Linked DNA regions of Gossypium hirsutum: region 1 is linked to region 2. Evidence: chromatin contacts called from public Hi-C data. All regions are on one chromosome and are shown on one strand. Each heading gives the region's core, a stretch centred on a gene start, on an enhancer-like site or on the middle of the called end of the contact. The rest is flanking DNA. Distances are from core to core; before and after follow the strand shown.

Evidence for each region. A called contact is a pair of places that touch in the nucleus more often than the background predicts.
Region 1: a contact with region 2 is called in a Hi-C map of leaf, with 1.8 times the contacts expected there. The contact joins the promoter of LOC107957203 here to the promoter of LOC107957200 in region 2. A contact is called at or near these places in 2 of 34 Hi-C or Micro-C datasets (callus and leaf).

Annotation. Positions count from the first base shown.
Region 1 is chrA05:46,126,252-46,133,898 of Gossypium_hirsutum_v2.1, forward strand. It overlaps LOC107957203, which reads right to left and starts at 5,934. Exons shown (of 4, transcript XR_001700386.2): 1 at 5,054-5,934; 2 at 4,768-4,852; 3 at 4,292-4,409; 4 at 3,082-3,439. LOC107957204 (aconitate hydratase, cytoplasmic) reads left to right here and starts at 6,729. Exons shown (of 20, transcript XM_016892659.2): 1 at 6,729-7,175; 2 at 7,581-7,647. The coding sequence starts at 6,899.
Region 2 is chrA05:45,911,566-45,918,302 of Gossypium_hirsutum_v2.1, forward strand. It overlaps LOC107957200 (transcription factor BIM2), which reads right to left and starts at 1,606. Exons shown (of 7, transcript XM_041112453.1): 1 at 1,211-1,606; 2 at 908-992; 3 at 296-365; 4 at 52-147. The coding sequence starts at 1,334.

The sequences.
Region 1 (7,647 bases), core at 4,684-7,183, 220 kb after region 2:
CCATTGTCAACTGCTCCTATCAGAAATAGGATTGATTGCGGATTCATGGCATATACACATGGTTTCATAAAACCGTATGATTCTCTCAATCTAAATCAAACAGGTTTTATATGAAGAAGGTTTGCCTCATCATGTTCTATTCGATACAAGTATGAGAAGCAGCATTTTTAAAAAAAATAGAGAAATCAGAAGCAAATCAAGATGATACGGATCAGCCTTTTCTTCTTGCGCCAAAGATCTTACCATTTCCGAAGGAACTGGAGTTACATCTCTTTTTTAGTTCCATTCAAGAGTTCTTATGTGTTTCCACGACCCTTTAAAATTCACGTTTTAGTCTAATTCTTAATGTGTTTTTGGATGATTATTTGATTTAAAATGGTGAAGTTTATGCTCTTAATCCTTTAAACTCATGTTTCTATACTTAGAAAAGTATTTGAGAGCAAAGCGAGCGAAAATCGGAATCAGAGTAAGGTAACGGACGTGTGCTAGACCGTGTCAAAATCACAATTTGCACTCTAAACACGCAAAAAAGACGCAATTTTTAGCATTCCAAGACCTATATATGACAAAAATAAGAAGATAGGAGAGAGCCGTCATAGAATATTTAAGATAACAACTCGGAAAACACCATTGAAGTTGACTCTAAAGTAGATTTCTATCAAGATTGAAGATCTCCTTTTGATTTCTTTGAAGTTTATTATGAGCTTCTTTGTTTCGTGTAGATATATTGTCTTTGGGATGTTTTTATTTGCTATCATGAACTAGTTTCCCAAATACCTAGGTAGATGAACCTTAGGATGGATTCTATTATTTGATTTCTATTTTTACGCAATAAATACTTGGATCTTGTTCTCAATTATGTGTGCTTAATTCTTGGTTTCATATTTCTAGATTATTAATCCATGTTTGATGTGATTGAATCAGAGGAGGAATAAACCTTGTTTAAGAGAATATCTAGCATAATTAAGTGGAGTTGTATGCAATCCTAGAAATAGGACAATATAAATCTACCGGATTAGAGTGAAATCTAAGAGGAGAATCCATAAATCGAGTTAATGCGATAATAAAGGGTTTAATTAGAAATAAATTTTAATTAATCAACCTATAGTTAGTTGCTCTTATTCTTGAAGAGAGATATTAACATAATTTAAGGATTTTTACGGATCAGGATACTAAGTGAAGAAATTGCGTAATATAGATTGATAATAACAAATGAAGTCTAGGTGGATTTTTTCCTTGGTATTGCCTCACTTCTTGGTTGTTAATCGTTTATTTTCCTAATTTGTTCTTTGTAGTGTTCTTTAGTTAATTAATTTAGTTAATTTTAGTTTTAATCAATCACTCTAATTTGTCAGTTAAATAATAGAAAGACAACAATTATTAGTACTTTTAATCTTTGTGGGAACGATATCTGTGCTCATCATAGTTATACTATTAATTAATAGATACACTTGACTTTGTTGAATTTTTAGTTGGTTTACGAACTGCATCAATTTTCTAATTAATACATACAACTAATACATGAGATAAAGAAACTAGTATATATATATATACTCAAATTCAACATTCCCTAAAAAAGAATAATTTTATATTTTCCGCATATTTTTTTATCAAATTTGAAATTTTATTTATTGAGAAATTTTAGCCATTCTAATTTTGAAAATTGTCCTACGTATAAGAACAAATTTAAATGGATTTGTTGATTTATTTGTTTCGAATTTAAATTAAGTAATTTGAAAACATGATCTTAGTGGCTTTGATATTTTGTTTGAATAGAATCAATAAATGGAGATTGAATGAATTGATTTTTGAGTACAACTTTGACTCAACAACTGCAACAATTGATGTATAAGAGTATAGAAAAATAAATAAATTTTAAATATATCTTTATTTTTCTTTTACTTTTTACTTTGACTCTATTGTTGATATGATCTCGGTCACAGGCTCCCCAACTTAACCAACCCTTTTCTTTTAACTTTTTATTTTTTCCTTTTTGACAAGCCATTTAAAAAAAAATTAAAGCGTTGCCGTGTATACCTATGAAAAAATATGTATTTTTAAAGAACATATATCAAGTTGTCACTCAGTCAATTGACAATACTAAAAAAAATTATTTTTTAAATAATATGATTGCATGATGACTAGGAAAAAATTAAGAGGTGTAGTCAATTAGTCAAGTGGCATTGAAATGTACTATAAAAAAAATCTTATTTTGTAATTAATTTATTTCCCATACCATTTTTTTATTTAATTATTTTTTAGTATTATTTGTATAAAAACCCCTAATATATACTTCTAGCCTAAAGAAGAGTTAAAAAAATCTTGTTAAGTTACAAATAATTATAATCACATATTCCACCAAAATAGCCACATGTAAACATCTTTACGGTACGTTTGGTTCGCTGTAATGAAATAGAACTGTAATCAGTAATTTAATTATTTGGTTAAATGGAATGAAATAGAACTGTAATGGTATTCTTGTGTTTGGTTGAATAGAATGATGTTGTAATAGTATAAGAAAAAAAGTTAAAATGACCAGAATACCCCTAACAGATTTTTTTAAGTACATAATTATTGTTATTAAATTTTACTAAGATTATTATTAAAATAGTAAATAATTTAATTATGTTTTAATATAATTATTACTAAATATAATTAAATAAAAATAAAAACATATAATTTAATAATCATCTTAATATAATTTTTATTAAAATATGAATTGATAAAAATCATAACATAATCTCATAGGATCGGAGTTGCCAAAATTACAAATATTGATCCAAAAGCAATAATTATTCTCATTTTTATATATATGAAAAATATCAAACATTTATACACCAAACAAACTCATTTTTTAACTTCTCTATGAGACTACCCTAGCCAACCAAAAAATTGTAGACCAAATCAAAAGCCATGCAAAATGGATTCCACCATAAAGTGTTGGAGATATGGGAGATATAAATTCCATTGGCAGCCAAATAAGTCATCACCAAAGTTAGATCAACCAATGTATAAATAACACTAACAAAGCATAATAAACGGTAGTATAATTGATGCAGGCACATAAGGAGTAGGAGCATATAGGAGAATTGCTTTTTAAAGTCTCAGCAGTGGATAAATATTTGAATTATTGAACAACAATGGATTAATTTACACAAACATCCACGGAAAGTAATGACAAAAAGGGGTAAGTAGGAATTTTTCCAAATATTCCCCGGTTTTGTCGTGTTCGAATTTTCCTGGAGCTGAACATCATGTACAACACAAGACAATTTTCGTAGTGAGTATGCAGGGCATAATATGTGCCTAAAGATCTATTTTCCGGCGATTTCCTCATCATCCGAGGCAGCATATTCATCTTCACTCAGTTTTTCGTCACTTGACTTCACTTCTTCTGCTCCTACAACATTTTTAGGCTTGACATATTTCTCACAGTATTCTGGTACACCAAAAGAGTCATAACTTGTAAGCATTCTAGGAATAAGAAAAAAAAAAGGCATCCTTAAAATGCCATTGCAAAAAGAAGACATGAAATGTATGCTGCAGATTGATTAAAACCAGATTTTGAAAGTGCATGTGCCATAACTTGATCTAATGTTTCCCTGGCCACAGTTTCTGTAATGTATAGAAAATTGACATCTAAAACAATGGCATGGACTAACAGAAAATGAACAATGACTCTTCAGAAATGCACCAACTGAATTGTTAATTAACTGCATCTAACAATTTTGTTTAATCTCTAGTTACTTCCAAGATCCAACCAAAGAATAACTTTTTTTTCTTTTAAAGTATAAAAACCAACTATAGAGGAGTGTATTTTTATTCTATTTGTGAAATTACAATACTCAAATGGCATTAGAGTCAAAGCCGAGAACTCTAGGCAGCTATGTAGCTTAATTCTTCATTTTGCATTAATATGAGTGTAGGATATGAATCTCCAAATACATGAATAACTTATGTCAAAATTGAACATATCCTTACAGGACACATACTTGTATCCGACACTCACAGGTGAGTTCGAGTAACCAACTGAATAGCCACAATCACAGTAACAATCTAGCGCCGATTCAAAAAGAAAAACTCTAGTAGACATTATTGGCATATTGCAGGATCAAATATTCCTTATTGATATCCTTACATTAAAAATTAAAGTACTCAAAAGCAAGCTAACTTAAATAGCCATCACCAAAAACCCAAATATGTATAAAGATTTCATCTCTAGTTTCACCAAGACCACCATTACCAAAATGTATAATCCAAAAAGAAGAAAAAGAAAAGAGTAGATACTCACAGGAGACTTGGGGAATATTTCAGACAATAATTTCTTGTAATGCTTAACAGGTTGGCGAGATCTTGACCTCAAAGCAGGACAGCACACACACATGCTTTCACAAGCTGGGAAGATCTTCCTGAAGATGATCCCCAAATGAATGATAATTCATGTAACCACAATCAAATATCAAAATGCATTCCATGTACTATCTAATCCTCTTTTTCACTAGTTCTGTAGAAGTTTCTAATGAAGAGACAACTTCAATATTTTCACATAATCATGCTGCTAATAAAAGCAAAATACTGCCTTTGTTTTTTTTTTCTTCACAAAATGTTAATCTTCGTGCTTTAATTATTCGAATATGAAACTATTTCTGTTAAATGCATGAAAAGTTTATTGTCTTTGGCTTCCAACTAAGAAAAATAAAGATGAGAACCCTAAGCTTAAAAATAACAATAAATAGAAAAAAATTCAGAGAGAGGGAGTGAAATTACCGTCGACGCTGCCACCACCACTTCGTCCTCGAAGTCCTAGATTTCTCCATTCCGATATCTCTTGATTCCTTTTTGATGACTCTAACTACCAAAAAGTTCATAGAGGGAAAATCAAAAATGCAGTGAAAAAGCTAAAAAAAAAAGTGTTGCAACTCTGCAACCAAAGGGTTTATTGGCTTAAAAGGTGAAGAAAAAAAAAGAAGGAACGAAGAATATATTGACCTAGGTATTTTCTGCAATCAAAGGGAAAACGGGAAACATAAAGATGAGAAAAAAAGAAAGTTACCTGTGAACTGAGGGAGAAGATGATGGTTCTAGTGCTTCTTCATTCTCTGTTATAGGTGAGGGCAAAATTTGAAAAGGGGGAAAAAATTTTACTTCACACGGGAAAGAATGGCTATTCAATGGTGTGGGAACGGAATGGCTATTCAACATTTTCCCTGTAATACGCGATGAATAGATTCGGGCTGTAATAGCATTACAGCCAACCAAACTAATGTTTGGTGATGAGCCCGCCGAATTGGCTGGAATCTATTCTTAAGCCTCCCAACCAAACATGCTGTTAGAGTATCTCCACATGATAACTTGAATTGTATTGAAAGTACTCAATTCTATCCTTGCTTAGTTTGATTCTTGCACATTTAAGCTTTGCTAATGGGTGGTTGAAAAAAACTCAAGATCCGTTCAACAAATGTACAACTAATTTGGGTAAAAAAAAATACCAATACATAAAACAAGCTTTAGTCTATTGCCAGTTATTCTCCATGTTGCAAATAACGTTGCAGTGCCTGGTAAATAAAATTGACATTAACAAAACCCATTTGAAATTACTTAAAACCATGGAAAAAATTACAAACCCATGCCCCAAATTCCTTGAAGGATGAATCAACAACCAAAAGAGCTGCTAGAAAAGAAGAAGAAGAAATATGGAGAAGTAAACAAAAAGGAAAAATAAAAATAAAGTTAAAAGAAAAAAATTTAAGGAATTAAGGCTCCATTTGGTTTGAGGAAAAATAAACCAAATTTATTTTCGATTTATTAGAGAATGGAAAGCATTGAAGAAAAGTGTTGAAAATTTTAAGAATGATTTTTGAAAAATGGAAATAAAATATGTGAACAATTAGAAAATAATAAAAAGTTGCTTTCATTTTTCTTTTAACAGTTTTCAAATATTAAATATGATATCTTAGTTTGAATCTATATAAATGTAATTTTTTTTATTTTATTTCTCATTTTTTTTATTGTAGAAAAATAGTTATCAAACATGTTTTCATTAGTAAAAACAAATTTTTGTTTCTATTTATCAAATGTGCTTTTAAATTTTTTTAAAAATAGAAATAAAAAATGTAAATAGGAAATATTTAAAAAAAAACGAAGCCTAAATTATTCAAAAAGAAAAATATAAGTAATAGGTATACAAAATTGGCCTAATATTTTCATCTAAAAAGATGATATAAGATGCTACCTCAGTTTTTTAATACACCGTAATTAACGGATTAGTAATTAAAATATCATAAATTTTAAAGTATAGTAACTAGGTGGGTGACTGAATTTAGCCTAAAAATTAAAAATGAAATAATAAAAGGTAAAGGAATAGTAGACGTCAACGTGTGCTTGTCCCCACAAGAAAAAGTCATAACCCAATTTGCGAAGTAGATATTTCTTTTCTATAACGAATCCATTCTCCTGGCAAATCGTAACCGTTGATTTGACATCTCCTTTGCGAAAGTTCAAAAGCTTCCTAACATTCGATACAAATTTGCACAGACCAGCGTCACACAGCAACTCCCATCTGATCCCTACATCACATGGCTTTTGTTTCATGATGGGAAAAATAGACGGTATCAAAGTGATAATAATTAATTTTAAAGAAATAAATTAAATTAAACAAATTAGTGAATTAAAAAAAATGATTGGTCGATAATAAATAGTGATAAATATAACAATTTTCTTTTTACCAGAACTGGAATAGTCATTGGATACAAATCTCTAATTTAAACGCTAGGTAATCAGCTGCGCTCACTCTCCACACGCCTTTCTCAAAAAGAAAAAAGAGCCAGAACTTGGACATGAATTTCTTCTGCTAACTGGTTACTGCCATTTTTTTTTACGTTAACTCCTGCGATCTTTGATGGCGGTCTCATCTTCAGCTTCTTCCTCTCTCTTAAGGGCAGCGTCTTCATACTCTCGAACTCGGTTCTTTCATTCTTCGTTTCGGAATCTCAGTCCAAGCTCTCCTTCGCTTCTCAATCACCAACGATCTCTTGCCTCCGCCGCCGTTCGTTCCTTCCATTGCTCTCCGCGATGGAGCCACCGTCTCGATTGGAGATCTCCTTTTAGCCTTCGTGCTCAGGTCAGAGCTGTTAATCCAGTCATCGAACGGCTTGAGAGGAAGTTTTCCACTATGGGTACTGCTATATAGCTTTGTTTATTTTGATGGATTTTTTTTATCCGATCTTAAATTCAACATTTTATTTACTGATGTAGTTTAGATTAGTTTAAGGTCTCAGACTCTCAGTCAAAATCTTAGGTTGCTTGATCGGGTCCAATTAATGATAAGCCTCAGATTTAAAATTTTATTCATCGGATTCAATTTAACTAATATTTCATTATTAATTACATGATAAAAGGGATGAATTGTATTATGAAATCAGTATAAAGATTGTTATGTTTGTGAGGATACCTATATATGTATATAGCTGTTTTTTTTTCCCTCGAGATTTTAATCATGTGAAGTATGTTGAAGTTGATAACTAAACTGAAAAACTATCTGGTGATAAATTTGATCGCTCATCTATTTTTATGATTTTCAGCTGCTGAACATCCTTTTAAGGCAGTCCTGACCAGTCTTCCAAAGCCAGGTGGTGGCGAGTTTGGAAA
Region 2 (6,737 bases), core at 356-2,855:
ACTGCAAATTAACTGCTAAACCCCGTAGATAGAAAGCATAGAAGATCCTACCCATGGCATTAATTTTGCGGGCTCAGAATTCCATTCCTGGTATGAACCCTCATATTTTTTAACCTTCTCCTGTAAATATTGGACATACTCTATCACCTGCAAAAGAACATTGATCTGATATCTGACAAGATTTTCAAGCAGAATAGTCTTAATGAAGTAAACGGAAGTTTTTGATGCAAAATCAACGATATTGGACGTGCATAAAATATTTGAAAGTTTAGGATTTCCCAGATTCACAATCTACCTCTAGCAGGAATGAAGCCGTATCTCTTTTTTGATCGGTGTTCGGAATTATATCTCTCAATACTTGAAACCTAAAAGGCATCAGAAAGCTTATCAGTATTACTATTCACTTAGTAAAGCGAGCATCATCGATTCACAACCTCTCTTGAATCCATAATAAAGCTGCAGTAATTCGACAACATTTAAATTCCGATTCCAAGCCTTTTACATACAACAAGTACTTAAATTCATAGCAAGGAAAGGAACAAGCAAACACTCTTCAATCCACTATCGTTTCTCACCATCACATAACCAATAGCATGTTAATTTCTGGTGCCATTTCAAGTTAAAACACTTTATAAACTAAACTCGACCGTTCTTTTAAATCAGTTCATACCGCAGTCTTTGACAAATGTTCAGTTTGTTAACTAGATAATCCACTTTCTTTTCAATCATCAAAATTTCCACAAAGTAAACCAAAGCTAATAAAGTTAGTCAGCCTATCCCAAGCCATTTACATGCAATTTATGACTTTTAACTCGATAAATGTAGAATTACTTAAAGGGTATGACTAAAAACTTCCAGTTTAAAAAATACAATGAAATTCAAACTGGAAGAAATGAAAAGAAGATACCTTTCATTAATCTTGCTCCTCCTCCTCTGCTCGGTAACCGAGTGTTTCGATCGTATAGCATTAGCCTTATCACTGTTCTTCCCACCTGCTTCCAAATAACCAGAAAAAAAATGTAAATACAAAACAAACCCAGAAATCAGGTATCAAAGAATACACAGATTTCAAAATTCAACAAAACCCATTAACAAAAAATCTTTAATCTTCTAGAAAAAACAGTGATAATAGAGAAGAAAAGGAAAGGAGGCGATCTGGGTTTTTTTTTTTTGGGGGGGGGGTAAAGGGTGGGATCCAAATTAATATTACCTTTGTTGGAGTTGTTAATGGCGTTTCCGGACATAATTTGATTAGAAGATGAGCCTTGTTTTTTGGAACCAAACTCTTCGTCCTCGTACTCTTCTTCCTCTTGACTTTGCTTTCCTGTTCTCATTTATTTTCCTTCTCCGGATGACAAAAACAAAGGACCAAAAATATTATGAAAAAAAATAATAACCCAAAAATGGGGAGATCGAAAAAGAAGGATGATTGAATGGTTTGATAGAAAAAGTGAAGGAATTGGAGAGAATGGGAAGGGGGAAAAAATGGGGTTTCTTGGTTGGTTGGTTCCCGGCGAGAACAGCAGTGGAGAAAGAAATGTGATGTGGATGAGTTCATGGATGTCCCGTGAGGCTTACTTCAATTGGGCATTAAATTTTGTACTACTGCCCGGAGATAAATATAGGATAATTATTTGTAGTAATTGAGCCGAATGTAAGATATTTGATTTGTTTTTCTTTTTTTTACTTAACTCACATATTAGTATCTAAATTATAATTCTTTTCTTTTGATATTTAAATGGTTTTTTTATTTATTTTGGAAATCATTATAGTTCATCGCCCATGATAATAAATAATTATGGTTTCAGGTATTTTTTAAAGAGGTAAATAATTAATTATAAAATGTTTTTATTAAATTTCTAAATTTTATTATTAAGAAATGATGTGAGCAATCATCATTTCATTCCTCGTGATTGGTATTTAATTTTATTATTAAAATGTATCTAATTTTTTTTTAAATTGATGCCTTTATTAGTTAAATCTTTTTTTAAAAAAGTAAAAATATGTTATAAGTCTACGAGGGTGTTGGGTAAATTTAGTTTTGAGCTTTTGTAGTTGATTTGTGCACAAATAGAGGATTGAGTAGTCAAATTATCTTGTTGTAGTGTTTGGTAAATGGAGGTTTGTAAGAGTTTGTTAAGCTAAGACCTCCAAAATAAAAAAAAATTGAGATGTCCAGCTTTTTTCACAGTTAATTGGGAATGAGATATGTAGAAAGATCTATCTGATCATGCTTACTTAAAAATTACAAATTTATGAAATATGCTACTTGACAAATTTATTCAAAAGTGTGACATAATTATCACTAATTTACATATTAAGAACATGACATAATTATCACTGAAAATATAGTTTACAAGTATATTTATATACTATTAATATTTATCAATTTCGATAAGCTTAATATTCGCAAATAAGGAATTTAAGAATTTTGTTTATTTAAAAATATTCACTAATAGATTTCTATAATGGATGTTTTAAACTAAAATATTATAAACAAATAAATACTTAAAAATAAAATGTGTAATGCCCTTATTTGTTATTTTACGTATATAAACTTCCAGCTATCAGCTAAGTTTTACTAAACACTTTTAAATAAATATTTAATAGAATGAGTTGGTCAAACTAGTCACTGCAATCAACAACTAGCCAATTGACAAACAAGGCCTTTATAATCTTCACAAATTTGGAATTTAATTTATGTTCATTTATTTTTAGGAACTTAGTCCATCTACTTTTCAAATTTTAAAAGTTAAACTATTAACATTGAAAAAGTTAATACTATTAATTTTAGCAAAAAAAAGAAAAATAAAAGGACATAAATTGAAAAAGTTAACAAAAAAATAGAAGTAAAAAGACATCAACCAATTTAACAAAAAAATAGTATTAACAAGTGGACATAAATTTTGAAATCTGAAAGTAAAAAAATTAAAATCCTTGAAATAAAAGTATAAAAATAAAATAAAAAATTAAAATCCTTGAAATAAAAGTATAAAAACTAAATTCTAAATTTGTGAATAGTACAAAGACCTAAGACACATTTTAATATATATATTTAAAAAAGACTTAACCCACAAATTAATTCCTAAACTATAACATTTTTCCTAAATTAGTTCCTAATTTTTTTTTTGTCACAAGTAATACCAAAACTATTCTTCCGTAACTCATTTTACACCAAAATGTTATATTCATTTAAAAAAATCTATCCAATAATAAACTTTCATGTCATATAAACTTTAAAAAAGATAATTTTTTAATTCTTTTATATTATTTTACATTATTTTTCTCTCTTTATTTTTTATATATTTTCTTTTTTTTTTATTTTTTATAATGTTTGACAATGCTACCAATGCTCGAAATTCGCTCTCTCTCGAGGTTGAGACTTTGGCATTTAATTTTATTATCGAACTTTATCGCTTGCTTGATTGACCTAACGTGATTGAAAATGTTCTTTCATGGATAAAAACCAATGTTTTTAAAACCAAACTGGCTGTTCAGATTAGATGGATCGGGAATAGTTGAGGTACTAATTCGAAGATAGAAGTTGAATTGATTGACCTACGAACCAATATAGACCGGTTGAATTAGTTCATTCTATTTTTAAATTATTTTTTATTTTTATTTTTATTTTTATTTTGATGAATTTTTTGTAATTTATTTGATCGAGTCAAACGAACCTATCAAACCGAGAACTAATGACCTAATCAGTTCGACCATCAGTTCGATTTTGAAAATCTTAATCAAAACCATGAAACCTAAGATGAGAGGAAGAAGAAATAAAAAGAATAAAGTAAAAAGAAATATATAGAGAGAGAGAAAAAATAGTTTTATTTTTTTTGTTGCTAATTGGTTATCTTTTTCCTTTTTTTTTTTAAAATAGACTTAAAATTTTGACTAATGGTTGAACTAACAAAGGTACGAACTTGGGGAAAAAAAGTAGTTTAGGTACTACTTATGACAAAAAAAAAATTTATGTACTCAAATGAAAAAAATAACATAGTTTAGGTACCAAAACAAGAAAAATAACATGGCTTAAGACTTTTTTTTAAATAGACTTAATAGTTTGACTAACTAAGGTACCAACTTGGGAAAAAATAGTAGTTTAGGTAGCATTTGTGACAAAAAAATTTAAATACCAAGATGTGAAAAATGATTTAGGTACTCATTTGTGAAAAAATGATATTTTTTAGGAACTTGGTTATTATTGATTCAGACATATTTAATTTTATGTTTTTAATTAATGTTATACCCATACTAAAGCACGACACATGGCAAGTTATTGGACAGTTCATAGATGACCTTCCATAGAGAATGGTTCGCAAGCAACCTTCAATGAACAGTCCACGAGCAACCCTTCACATGGAATGATCTGTAGGTGACCCTCTACAAACCTTGTTGGAGTTGACATATAGACAATCCACTACCCACCATTCGTTGGGACAACCAAGGTGAAACCACCTCATATAACCCTAAGCGTGAGAATGTCAAAGCAAGACTCCCAAGATGTAACCACCTAACCAACTTGCACAACCATACAGAAACTGTACATTTATATGTTGCTTTATAGAATCGTTATTGACTAGCATGTCATAAATGTACTTCTCCATACATCTCCCTATCTAGTTTTGAAACAACTTATTCACCAACCATTGGTATGTAGTCTCCACATTCTTGAGACCAAAAAGCATCATTTTAGAACAAAACAACCAATCTTTGGTTACGGAATTCTTTTTCTCTTAATCCTTTGCTGCTACAAATATCTAGTTATATCTTGAAAAGGCGTCTATGAAGCTCATATATTGGTGGCCCGCGGAGGCGTCTAATCAGTCTATAGATGGGAGCGGGAAGCTGTCTTTTGGGCATGGTTTATTCAGCTGGTAAAATCTACACACATCCTCCACCTATTGGCAAACTTGGGTACTAAGTCTACATTGGAGACCCAATCCGGATAGGTTACCTCCTCTTAGGATATTATTATGAGATATTATCTTTTAGAAATTTGATTCTTAATAGGACATTTTCTTTTAGCAATTTGATTCCTAATGGGATATTAGAGGATATTATTATGTGCTATTATCTTTTAGCTATTTGATTCCTACGTAACTACTATTGTATAGGTATATATACCCTTGACGTCTATTAATAAAACTCGAGATTACCCTGTTCTTGTTATGGCATATAAGTAAGGTTTTTGAAAATTTTCTTTCTTTTTTCATCATTCTAAATGGTTGGTGGCGAGCCTTTTCCTCCTCTACCACCACCACCAGGGGAGGCGACACTTCTTGATTTTACTGCTAAGCAATGACAGTCTCTTCTGGTGATGTTTGGTAATAAACAATCAATTATCACTCGGTTGAATGGTAAGTCCAAGAATAATTGGATTATTGATATGAGGTGTTCAAATCATGTTACGGTTGATCTTCTGTGTTTGATGAATGTGAGAGATGTTGTAGCATGTTTCGTAGGACTCCTTGATGGCCAAATAGAGGTGGCTACCCAATGATTAAATTGATGGAAAAAATTGACTTAAAACATGTTCTTTACGTTATTAAATTAAATTGCAATTTAATTTCGGTTTCCCAAATGAATGATGATATGAACTATTTGTCCAATTTTCTACTAACATATGTGCTATTTATGATCTTCATTTTATGGAGCTGATTGGAGTGGGTGAGAGACGGGATGGACTTTACTACTTCTGGCAGGTTTCGACGGTTAAAGCGGTTTCAGTTGAAGCTTCATCCTCTTTGGAACTTTGGTATAGAAGATTAGGTCATCCTTTCGAGAAAGTAGTAAAGTTATTTCCTTATGTTAGTAACTCTAGAGACCATCTGAATAAAACATGTAAAATTTGTCATCGTGCTAAGTAGACTAGAAATAACTTTCCAATTAGTAAACAGAAAGCTACTCGTTTTTTTTGAGTTAGTTCATTGTGATTTATTGGGGTTATTTTTTTACATTTGTTGATGATTTCTCCCGGGTTGCTTAGGTATATCTATTGGCTAATAAATAAGAGGCTTGCAAAATTTTCATGTTATTCAATGGTTGGTTGTCAATTTTCTCAACAAATAAAATGTAATACCCCTAACTCGTTTCCGTCACCAAAACATGGTTACGAAGCATTACTGGAATTCAAAGAAAAATTACACATAATTCATGTCATTTATTATTCATAATAGAAATTAATCATGTCGTCCCTTGAATAGACCTTCGCGGCCCAATTTAAGCATTAAAAATAAGTCAGGACTAAGTCGAGAACTTAGAGAACTTTTTTTTTGCAAAACTCCAAAATTTTTTCTTGGTGTAGGGCACACACGCCTGTGTGGTCAAGGGACATGCCCCATGTGACCCTTTTAACATGCCCATGTTTTAGGCTGTGTCCTACCTCGTGTAACTTTCTGAATTAGGTCACATGGCCAATCCACACGTCCGTGTGCTAGGCCGTGTGGTCAATTTAGTTTTCAAAATTTAGGTGCAGGTTTCACACAGACAGGTCACACGCTCGTGTGTTAGACCGTGTACCTCACACGGCTGAGACATACGCCCGTGTCTCTGTCTATGTCTCAATTCTGAGCATTTTGTTTTTAAATTTTAAGATGCAGAGGACACGCAGCCAGACTACACGCCTATGTACATGACCGTGTGTCACACAGGCTGAGACACACACCCGTGTCTCACACAGGCTGAGACACACACCCGTGTCTCCACTCGTGTGGACAAAAATAGGCCATTTTAAG